2 separate regions of the Gasterosteus aculeatus genome follow, and region 2 is linked to region 1. The links are chromatin contacts, called in public Hi-C maps. All regions are on one chromosome and are shown on one strand. The core of a region is the stretch at or near the end of the contact, and the rest is flanking DNA. Distances in the headings are between cores, read along the strand shown. Region 1 has its middle 82 kb from the start of mafa. Region 2 holds the start of mafa (MAF bZIP transcription factor a).

The links. A called contact is a pair of places that touch in the nucleus more often than the background predicts.
Region 2: a Hi-C map of skeletal muscle shows a contact between it and region 1, with 2.8 times the contacts expected there. The contact joins the promoter of mafa here to the enhancer-like site in region 1. A contact is called at or near these places in 2 of 6 Hi-C or Micro-C datasets (skeletal muscle and tail fin).

Annotation. Positions count from the first base shown.
Region 1 is chr12:13,952,926-13,958,615 of fGasAcu3.hap1.1, forward strand. No RefSeq gene overlaps it. Among protein-coding and RNA genes, the nearest start is that of mafa, 82 kb to the right of the region's middle. Within about 2 kb of position 2,651, at least 5 of the 9 cell types and tissues checked have open chromatin away from gene starts, as enhancers often do.
Region 2 is chr12:14,035,336-14,041,025 of fGasAcu3.hap1.1, forward strand. mafa (MAF bZIP transcription factor a) reads right to left here and starts at 2,345. Exons shown (of 3, transcript XM_040161385.2): 1 at 919-2,345. The coding sequence starts at 1,886.

The DNA.
Region 1 (5,690 bases), core at 1,401-3,900:
TTTTATTCATGTCACGTATATGTATTTAATGGCTGTTTTCAACGACGTGTGCTGCTGCCTTCTTGGCCAGGTCGCCCTTGGAAATGAGATCTCGATCTCAATGGGACTTTTACCTGGTTAAATAAATAAATAAAATAAAAATGTGATACGAGGTTACTTTCTGTAACGTCAAGTTCGAGTGCAAGGTAGAATATTGGCAAAACCACTGGCATGGCCCCTTTTTGAAGAGACAAACCTCGAGATGCTAATCAGTACTGACGGGATTTTCGCGTCAGAGTCCGGAGCATTAAACTGTTGATTCTTCCAGAGCTCTCTGCGTTATCTCCTTCTCCCTGGTGGGAGGAGACATGCTCCATGGGAAGGGCTATCATCACGGGCTGGTGTGAAATCAGATTCTCCTATCAAAGCCCCTGACCTCACTGTTATACGATATAAAGTGAAAGTTAACCGGGATCAGTGCCTGGGGACAGTGTCTGCCTTTGTCGAGGGAATATGATGTTTCACCGCGTTCCAAGACTTCTCTCCTATCGGACCTGTGCATGTGTGAACGTGCACGAAACACACACACGTAAAAGTTGCACCAGCCTGGAAAGTAGATTTTTCAGTTTTTGCAGAATACACGCACATCTCTGAGCCTTTTTGTTTCATTTTCAGGTAATAAATTCTTCCATCCATCCCATCTCAACTCAATATACCTTCCTCTTATGCTAAATGCTTGCCAAAGAAATGAGATGAAGAGTAAGGCTAATTTTTTCATGATTTAACTTTAAAATAAATGTCTGACGTTGTAAATCATGGTTTTTGAACTTAATGAACCTTATGCAAGTTAACAAAGTTTAAGCATATACTTACTACCATTTTTCCTTCTAAAACTTGTTTTCTGAAGTTTTTACTTTGTTCGTAACACATTTACATTGTATTCGGCCCATAGGAAATGTGCCTTGTTATATGACAAGGCACAATTGTCATTTTTTGTTTGCACAATTTGTTTAGTCTACATTTCTGGTAGAGTGTGTTAGACTGACATTTCTTTTTCAGGATGTACCTTATTTTACTTTGCTATTGTTCAGTAAATATTGCAATGTATGCAATGAAGGTTATCACCAAACATTTAGGAAAACAATGTTTTGGTTTCCTCTTTCAACTTTTACAGAGTGCAGCTGTAACTTTTAGTAGCGGTGTTAAAGGACTCAATGCCTATATATATATATATATATATATATATATATATATATATATATATATATATCTTCTGGGGAGGAATTGTACATGCACAGTTCTGTATAAAGGTTAATGAAATTACACAGAGGGCTGGTACAACAGCTGCAGGTGTGCGCTCTCACACATGGGCACACTTAGCAGATACAGCGGGAAAGAGGACAGGCTGAGTTCTTTGGTTGCTAAATTAACTCCTACAATTGCATTTACAGATAGCAAAGTCTGCATATTTCATTTTATCCTTGCAGCAATAAGATCAACTAGATTGAGAGCAGGTAATATGCAGAGACGGTTTACCAAACACATAGTCGTATTGAGTTAGACAAAGCAAACAGTAATAAATAAGCCGGCTGTGTGTATTGTGACATTTTCCTTGCTGCAGAAGGTCAAAGGGCACATAGTGATGACTACGTCTGCGCCCTATTGGGAAAGAGTGAACTGAGGATTAGGAGGAGCCAAAATACAAAAACAGCAGGACAAAGATATTAAGTTTCACTGTCTTCAGTCTGTTCTCTATTCTTAAAGCTGTTTACAACGATGTCTGATCCCTGGGAACAGATGGTCGTCTTCCCCTCCATTTGCTCATGCATGTTCAAACCTTCCTCCATTTAGTTAATCCCTACAGTGTATTTGTACATTTGTTTTCCTTGTTGACTGTTTACTGTGTGCAATCTTAGCAGGTGGAAGATTAGGTAACAAGTTGGACAAGTCACGACTGAAGCAGATGACGAGCTGAAAAAACGACCAGATGAAAGGGGAGTGTGCTGAAAGTGAAAACAAATGAAATGGAGTTGGATGGATGGATGAAGTTAGAGACGGGGAGGGCTGGAGGGATACAGGCAGTGTTCTAATGACTTCACACCCCATTAGCCACTTAGTCTGATGCGTCACACCTCATTATGCCGCTGGAGCAGCAGTGCATGAACGCGTGAAACCGTCCACTCAGCCGGACCTGTCCACCCGCTCCAAGCTCTCACTCACTCACAGCAATTAGTATGTGTGTTTGAGTTTCTGTGTTGTTTGCATGCCTGCGTGTGGGTGTAAATGGTTAATTTCAATTACCCCAAGCCCAATGAAGACCTTCTCAACAGAGATATCACTGTGTGGCATTTCAACACAAGTTCACCATGGCTACACCGCAGCTTCAAGCTGGAAATGCCGTGAAGAGGCCACTGCAGCTCTTTCTTTGTCAGCCTACACAGAGGAGGAGGGCTGAGTAGCGTGCTTCAGAAGGCTCTCCTTAATCACTTTCCCTAGAACACGCGAGTGCACATGCACACGCTCTGAACCTCAAAGAATGCGCGCACACACACACACACACACACACAGACAAGGATAAGGCAATAGGAGAAAAGAGAGGTCTCCCCATGCCATTCCCTGCACGGGCAGCCCCAGTTGGCAGAGTGTGAAGTGTCCCTCTCCAAGGCAGGGCCTGCTAACTCAAATCCCTGGCCAGCAGCCACACTCCTCTCCATTACAGACACTGGGCCCATTTATCCCACTGCAGCAACCGCCAACCCCCCCCCCCTCTCCCCCCATCCCCAGCGCACTGCCCACCCTGGGGGGAATGCCACATAATGGCTCTGTAGCCCCTGCAACTGACATGTCTATTCAGTTAATGTTTATTGTTTTCCTCCGAGTGGTTTGTTGATGTTCAACATGATATGAAGTAGAGTAGATAATTGTTTCATTGCGCCAAGCTTTGTATAATTCATGGATCAGAGACAAATATTCATATTTAATCTGAGTAGTTTACTGTTTCCAGCCAAGTTAGACTGTGTTAATTTCAAGGAGATGGAGGAGCTGCTTTATTATGCAATTTACCTCTGACTGGCATTTCATTATGAAGTTAAACACTTGGAATGTTTTTAGTCTTTCAGGCTTAAATGATCTTTTCCTTCCGCTTCTCATCATCCACGTGTTTGCCCCATGCCAAATCACGCGCTTTACTCTGTATACGTGTTTGTTTTTTTTGCTCGCTAGCTGGGGCTGTCCCCTGACCTTCAGCAGCACACCGATAGATAATGTAATCATGGTCAGGGAGTCGCTGCTGTCAAACGTGTCTCCTCCCTGTGATGAACGCACGCTGCGTGAGCATGTCAAACATCACACACCTGAACACCTGTCTGTTTCTGTCTCAGACCCCATCTCCCTCCCGTAATAAAGGACATGCGAAGAAAAGGACAAACCGGGGATGGGGTGCTTCAAAAAAACACCACGAAAGGAGGCAAAACCTCTGTGAGGGATCTCAGCATAGAGCGGATGACGACTCTCAATAATTGCATTGTTAATTTACTAAAGTGGATTTTTTTTTATTACAAAAGCTTTTATCAGTGTGTTTCTCGCATGTTGTGCTACTTTAAGTTACCACAATTTGTCAGTTACCCAGCCTGTCTGACTGGCAGCTGTGCCAGTGGCCACAGCGTGCAGTGTGTCGGCCCCTGCGGTGTCCTGTTACTGGGTCACGGAGGCCTTGCTGCGACGCTGTGCACTGCAGACAGGGGGTGGCCTTTGGTGTCACATTCTTCTGTGACCTCCCACTTGCACCCCCCTCCCCCCCCTCCTCTCTTTACATCTCCTCATCTTAGCCCACCATCCTCTGGGAAGAAACAGGGGTAACTTCAGGGGTACCAGCTGATGGACCTGGAATTCACCCAAATCATGCCGGGGTAAGAGTTTAGAGTGAGCGGATTGATTGCGATATTTGTTCCATTGCGTGTGTGTGTGTGTGTGTGTGTGTGTGTGTGTGTGTGTGTGTGCGTGCGGTTTTTCTTACTTACGAGTGGAAAAGATTAACGGAGTGAATCAGTGGTATCAGGCTCTGTCATACCCAGATATGCTTTACACGGACAGGCTGTGACTTTTTGAACTTAATTCTCGCTGCTGGGAGGAACCGGTGTCAACAGCCAGGTGATGAACATCGCCCTGTCCAGATGCAAAGAAGAAATATTACTATTTATTTTGAAGACAGGGGCGCGTGGAGGAGGGGTGATAAAACCTACTTTGGTCAAATATTCCCATTAGCCCGCTCGGTTCATTATTCCCTCCACTGCATCCATTTGCCGACACCAACCCGCTCCCTCCCTCCCTCCCCCTCTCCACCTCCTCTTCCTCATTCTTTCTCACATTTCGTCTTCTCTTTTGGACAGAGGTGCGGGTGAGATCATAATTATGTTTTGACACACGGCGTTGGCCCCCAGAGCGCACAGATTTTAACTCAAAGTGGGAGTTGTCAGTGCGACAGCCTTTGCCGCTCCTAATTGGAGGGGAGGACCAGCAGCCCCGCCCACAGACCAGGGTGGCAGTTTTAATGAGGTTATGTTTGTACAGGAAGTCAGAGTTGTGACGGGAGGAAACTGTCATTGGCCCGTTAAAGAGAGCGGCTGACATCTCAAAGCCTACTGTGTTCGTCAGTGAGAGGGGAAAACCTCTCCAGTCCTTTCTCTACAGGTGGAGGCAGGCAATTAAAACCGAAATGAGTAACTAAAAACACCCACAGTAGCTACGCCAGCGTGAATACACTGCCAATAAACTCCAATCCAAAGGGGAAGAGCTGCTGATAGAATAATTGCTAAATTAAATATACCTGTAACCCCCCTCAGCTCCTCGCCCTAAATTTATATGTATATTTACACACGTGTGTATGTTATATATACAATATATGTGTATGTATGTTTGTGAATATATACAGTACCGGTCAAACGTTTGAACACATTTTCTCATTCATTTCAATAAGAACGCTGGTCCAAAGCTTTGACTGGTACTGTATATAAACGTAAATTTGTTTTTTTGTATATGTATGTATGATTGTTTGTGTATACAGTACACATGTGTGCAGTGTCTATCGATGCACACATTTGCATTCTGTACTTCTTTAATTATCTGTGCATGCTGTGTGCAGTTTTGTGACCTTGCAGGGGGGATTTTCTGACTTGGCCTTTGCGTCAGTCTTTTTTTAGAGTATGGCGGGCCATGGTGTTGAAAGCCAAGCTGCAGACTTTTCTTGCCCAAACACTGGCCCCAGTGTTTTCCAGGTGCACCATGTTGACAAAGGGTGGCATAGCTAGACTTATGAGGCGGTTGGTTGTCTGCCCTAACAAACAAGCAGCGCACAGCCTTGGATCCACACCGCCGTTAACGCGAGAATCCCCCGATCACCCACTTCTACGAAAAGTCAATTCAAAAAATGTTTTCCATTCATTCTGTAGGCTACAACCAAATCCTAAATATTTATCCAACATTTCATTTCAAAAAGAATGTTTATTTTCCTAAGAAGTTTTTGAAAAGGTTTCAACATTGCCTTCAAGCCTTAAGCACACACACACACGATGTGTGCTGGCGTCCAGTAAAAATCATCACAGAGATCGTAGCCGTTTCCTCTCTGTCACTCCGCAGACCTCTGCATCTTTTAGAATAACCAGTCTGTTATGAAGACAGGACAAATTTTGCCAGCCAAGAATTTTGTGGGATGT
Region 2 (5,690 bases), core at 1,095-3,594, 82 kb after region 1:
CAGCCTAATGCCAGCCGGTGGTGCTGCACTTCAACACAGCTGAAATGCTCCTGAATGAGGGGGGGAGTGGGGAGGAGTGGGGGGGGGGGAGTCTTGTCACTTTTTTGTTTCTGTTCCAAAAAAGTGAGTGGGTCATAAAATGAAAGTTATGAATGCCATGCTGGAGGTCATCCGACGAGAAGAACATCTTCAAGCGGAGAAAGAAAGAAAAAAGTAAAAAAAAAAAAAAGAAAAGAACCATACATGTCCAGCATGCAGGGAAGTTCGATGAGACATATGTTTAAAAACACTGAACAGTTTGTAATGAGAAGAGTCTCTTTGTGCTCAAAACAAAGGCAAGCATGAGATGAGGTGGCGTCAAACAGCAGGCTCGCAATCCTCCAAGTTTGGCAGACAAAAATACAAAAAAAGGTTTAAAAAAAAAGTAAAAACATAAACGAATCGTTGATGGATGCAGTTTGACATGAAGCTGTACAGCGAATCTGCACACTGGAGTATACTCAGTGCTCGCATGCCCACTTCGTATACTGCAGCATCAAGTTGGATCAACTGTCAAAAATCAGATTTCACTTGAACACTGCAAATCTAATGAACGATGATGGAAGAAAAAATAGACAAACAGGCTATGCGTGATATACCGAACAAAACGTAGATGAAAGTTGTCCTACTATGCCTCCAAAATTAAACCACGGAGGACGAAGCCCTACAAATCGTAAAACAGTCGCAGACGATTAAAAAGGTATCAAATAAAAAAAAAAAGTAAAAAGTTGACAAATTAGTTCTCGGTCTAGTAGTTTTTTTTTCGCCAAATGAACAAAAAAAAGTTTCATGAAAACTTTAGTAAGTGGGAGATGAGTAACCTCGGATTTTCTCATCTGATTTTTTATTATTTTTTTTCACGATTATGTCGAGACTCACATGAAAAACTCCGGGGATGAAGGGTTGTTGTCACTGCTCGATCCATTTTCTCTGAAGCCGTTGCTGATGAGCTTCTCATACTTTTCTTTGTACGCGTCCCTTTCCCGCACCAGCCTGGAGATCTCCTGCTTTAGGTGATCGACCTGCTGGATGAGATGCGTCTTCTCCCCCTCCAGGACGTGCCGCTGCTGGACCCGCTTGTACCGGCACGACTGCGCGTAGCCTCTGTTCTTTAGGGTCCTCCTCTTCTGTTTCAATCGGATCACCTCTTCCTTGCTGACCCCCCGCAGCTGCCGGTTCAGCTCCCGCACCGACATCGAGACCAGCTGGTCGTCTGAGAACCGGTCGTCCAGGCGCATGTGCGGGTGGACCGTCCCAGAGGTGCCGTTGGACTGGACGCCGGCCGCCTGGTGGTGGCTGTTGCCGTGGTGGTGGTGGTGGTGGTGGTGGTGCTGCCCTCCGTTCTGAGCGGCCGCCGCGGCGATGACCGCCGACACCACCGCCGCGGCGGAGCCCATCTCCTCCCCGGCCATGGCGCCTCCTGCCCCGGCGGCGCCGGCAAACTGCGGGCCCCTGGCGTAGCCATCGAACGACTGGAGTTGGTGGCTGCTGTTGATCAGCGCCTCGACCGCGTCTTCGGGGCTGAAGCCCAGCGCCTCTGGATTCAACTGCTGCTGGTAACCGGACATCCAGTAGAAATCCTCTATGTGCGTCTTCTGCTCGCTCCCCGAGCCCGGACTGGGCGCCGAGAAGCTTGGGGACGGGGGCACCGAGCTGCACGGCGTGCTCATCGGGGTGGAAGACAAGGATCCCCCGGCGATGAGGCGACTGCACTGGCTGATGTTGCGATCGGGCTCCACCGGCTCCTTTTTCACTTCAAACTTCATCAGATCGAAGTCATTAACATATTCCATGGCCAGGGGACTGGTGGGCAGGTCGGAGTTGCTCATTGCCAGCTCTGATGCCATCCTCTTGCTGCTGACAGTCCTCCAAGTGGGGTGCAGAGAAGCTGTCAAACTGGGTTGGTTGGGAAGTACGTGAGCCAGTTTTGATTTTTAAGCGTTTTGTTTTGAGTCAAAAAAAAAAAGGAGAAGAAGAAAAAATAAAGAGGTTTTTCAGCGTCCTTTTTGCAGCAGCCGCGGACTTGCCGGCGCGTCAAAGTAGTTTTTCTTTGCAGAGTCTACTGCGCGGACACGCCAGTGCCGCGCGCGCGAGTAGCGGGCTCCGTTCTCAGCATTTGGAATTCGGCGGTTTTGTATTTCAAACATTTAACACTTTACGGGTGTTCTTCGTTTAATACATTGCGGGAGAAGAGAGAGAGAGAGAGAGAGAAAAAAAACAGGCGCGAGGGTGCGGAGGAGGAAGGGAGGAGGGGGGAGGGAGCGAATGCAGCCTCGCGGTGCGCGGCGCTCACTGGCAGGGGCGACGTTTTCGAGGGGATCACACGAGCAGATGAGTTTAAGAGCGCCGGAGCCGCCCTGACGTCAGGCTGGGAAGAGGAAATTGACTCGGACGAAGAGCCAATAGGCGCTCGCACTCGCAGCGCTAATTAACATATTAGTGGCCCCACGGAAAGCCAACTTTTCGCAACTGTCAAATGCCATCAGCTGACTGTCAGCTGGGACTCTTAACTCCTCGACCACTGCTTGAGTCGCCTCTTCTTCTTCTTCTTCTTCTTCTTCTTCTTCTTCTTCTTCTTCTTCTTCTTCTTCTTCTTCTGCTTCTTCGCACTTGGTCCGAGTTCGGAGTCGGTTGAGAAGCTGGCGTGCAGTGAAGTCATTAACATGAGAGTATTCGTGCAGGTCGTGGCGAGAAGACGAGAACACACCTATTAATACAGATTGGTGGTTGAATAGATTTATGCACGTGCCCTTTTAAAAAAAAATCCACCGTGTATCATAATTACTCACCTTTCATTGAATAGGGAGACTGCGGCTGTTATCTCTGTAACGTTTATGTCATGCAATAAATGTGCTATCTTTATGGCGGCATGAAGCTTTTCTCTCTCCAAGAAAAATCCCTTCAATGTATTTGCGACATGTCATATTTTAGTTAGTAGTATTTTTTGCAATGTTTGACGATGTTCACCGGTGACTTTCGAGACAATTGGCCCAAAAATATGGAAGGAGTATTGAGGAGATTCTTCGTGCCTCTACGTACAATTATAAAACTCAACACTGCCACCTTTTGGACAAAACAGTGCAAAGGCTTCCGCTTTCAATCACGGCAAGAGTCCACACAATACCCAAACAAAGGAACACAACTGTTATCAAAGGATGAAGAAAATATTTGTTGACAAAAAAAAAACATGAATACATTCAAACGTATCTTTTATTTATTCATTGGATGGAAAACAATATTTAAGAATGTCAAAGGAGTTACGTAAGAAAGTGGAAATAATTGCCATGAACCCAGTGTTTCATCCAAACTCATATGTCCCACTGCCATAAAACACTTTATCTAAGCACTGGCCCAGGCGTTGCAGTGCAGTCATATACACCACTTGTACATTGCACTTTATTTGAGTTCAGAGGTCATCTACTTTTAATTGACTCATGTACAACAGTAACTGGGTATTTCCAAGAAACTGTTTGTGGCGTACAGGTACAGCACAGTGTGTGAATGTGACTTGTGAGGGAGTCCCTGATGTTGAGCAGCCTTTTGGTACTTCATTTCAGCTTGCTTCTTATACTTTAGTCTGGATTCATCAACAAAGATGACTTTAGTTTGAGATCCCTGTATTAGAGGCTAAATGTAATTAACAGATGACATGGCAGCTCACTCATTCAATTTAAATACAATTTTTTTCGGAAACTATACTGCGGCTGGATCTTGTTTGCCAGTTAAAGTGTTGATTTATTTTGTGGCCTCTTTTGAGATGGTGCTGACAAATAACTACTTCTTTCCTGTGACAAAAGCCTATAATCATAGTCTCTCTCTCTCTCTCTCTCTCCCTCTGTCTCTCCAAGTGTGATCTCATCGCTGTGACGACGTGTATTTTTAGATTCCTGGGTGCATAATATTTAATGATAGGACAAATCAGTCACATCCCTGACGCCAAAAGCTTTGGAAGATGATCCTGCCAATCAGACAGATGCTTTTTTAGCCATAAGGATTTCAACAGTTTTCTATGGGGGCCCAGAACTGTAGCTAAGACTTTCATTTTCCTCCGTTATAAATCGATGGCCTTTAATACCACTCTATTTTTCCGGTCTGTATCTCTGTTGTGTGGCTGTGTAATGTCCTAAATGTCGTAGTAAGTTCACAGAAATACTGACAGATATTACATATAATTGTTTTAATGATTCACAACCATTAAATCTTTAATTCAATATTTTTCCGCTCCTTGTATCGATGACAAGAGCAGCCTGCACAGAAATGAAGCCAATCCGACACGACGCTTTCAAAACTGGTCTGCTGTATGTTCCAGTAAAAGGGACAAACGGATGCATCTGCATTGGAGTAAAAAACGACACTGTGCATGCGGCTCAAACAAAACTCAAAAAAGGACCCTATTGTTTCTATTTCCATTCCGTTGCCTCGTCGTTTGTTTTGGGCTTACCTGTTCACGGGACGGCACAGCAGAGGCCCTATTCCCTGGGGTCCAGCCACAGCGGAGCGAGACTAATACACCAACGGAGGGAGAGCTCATTAGTCATGACAGAAGAAAGTGGAGGAGCTAATTTAGCTGCTTTTGTTTCGTTGAAGTTATTGATGATGCAGAGCTGAGAGAGATCCACGTGGAGTGAAATCCGGCCGCTGTGAAGGGGAGCTCATCAAACCAGCACGGACACAGTGATGAGGTGGAAAAGCAACGCAGATGGTTTCAGATTTTAAAAAACATTGATGCCATTTTAAGACTTTTTTAGTAATTAACATCTGTTGAGGTTCTTTTTTAAACATGGAAACCACACAAAACGGAAACGTGTGCTTGTTAAAGCACAAATTCATATCTGACGTTGGCTGAATTCTTAGGAGTTTCCTTTGCACATTGTACATTCATACATTCGATTCTACAAGATGACTTCTGGTTTTATTCTCTGAGTGATGTTTGGTCAGTCAATGACATTCAATCCCCTTCAGCTTCTCGTGAGCTTAATGACACATGCGGTACTGTTGAGGCTTTAAGTCCCCCTGTCAAAACGAGCATGGCTGAGTAATCATGTCTTCCTTTTCACATTTACAAACTTTAATGCACAGCCCTGATAAGTTTGGGAGGGCCTGGTCCGGCCCACTGTGAAATTAGCAAGTGTTTGAGGGCTCGCTGGCTTTATTTCACTCATCATGCAGAGAATTCACACGTCTGCAGACCTTGTTTAAGGGGTTAAAAAGTCATGCATACTGTTGAGATGCACCCATTGTAAGTTGTATGACACAAAACCATCAGCAAAAATGTGTAAAGCAGCAAACAGTGTAAACTAGTTTTATTACAGTGAGCAACTGAGGCGACTGAGTGGAACGAGCAGAGGTCAGTGAGTTGTTTGCTGAATGTCTGTGTGTGTGTGTGTGTGTGTGTGTGTGTGTGTGTGTGTGTTTGTGGTTGTGGTTGTGGTGTTTCGCTTGGTTCCAGTCGGGGCTCGATAAGGCCATCTAATCAGCCTCTTTACATTCCACCACCTTATCAAAGCTTACCTGAGCTTATTGCACTCTCCATGTCTGGATGGGCGAGCTCCTGGAGCATTATAGCAGCTGCAAACACAGACGCAAAACAGGACAAAGAATGGAGTCACACAGCTTTTAATGTGACAAAAACACTTTGATTAAAGCAACAC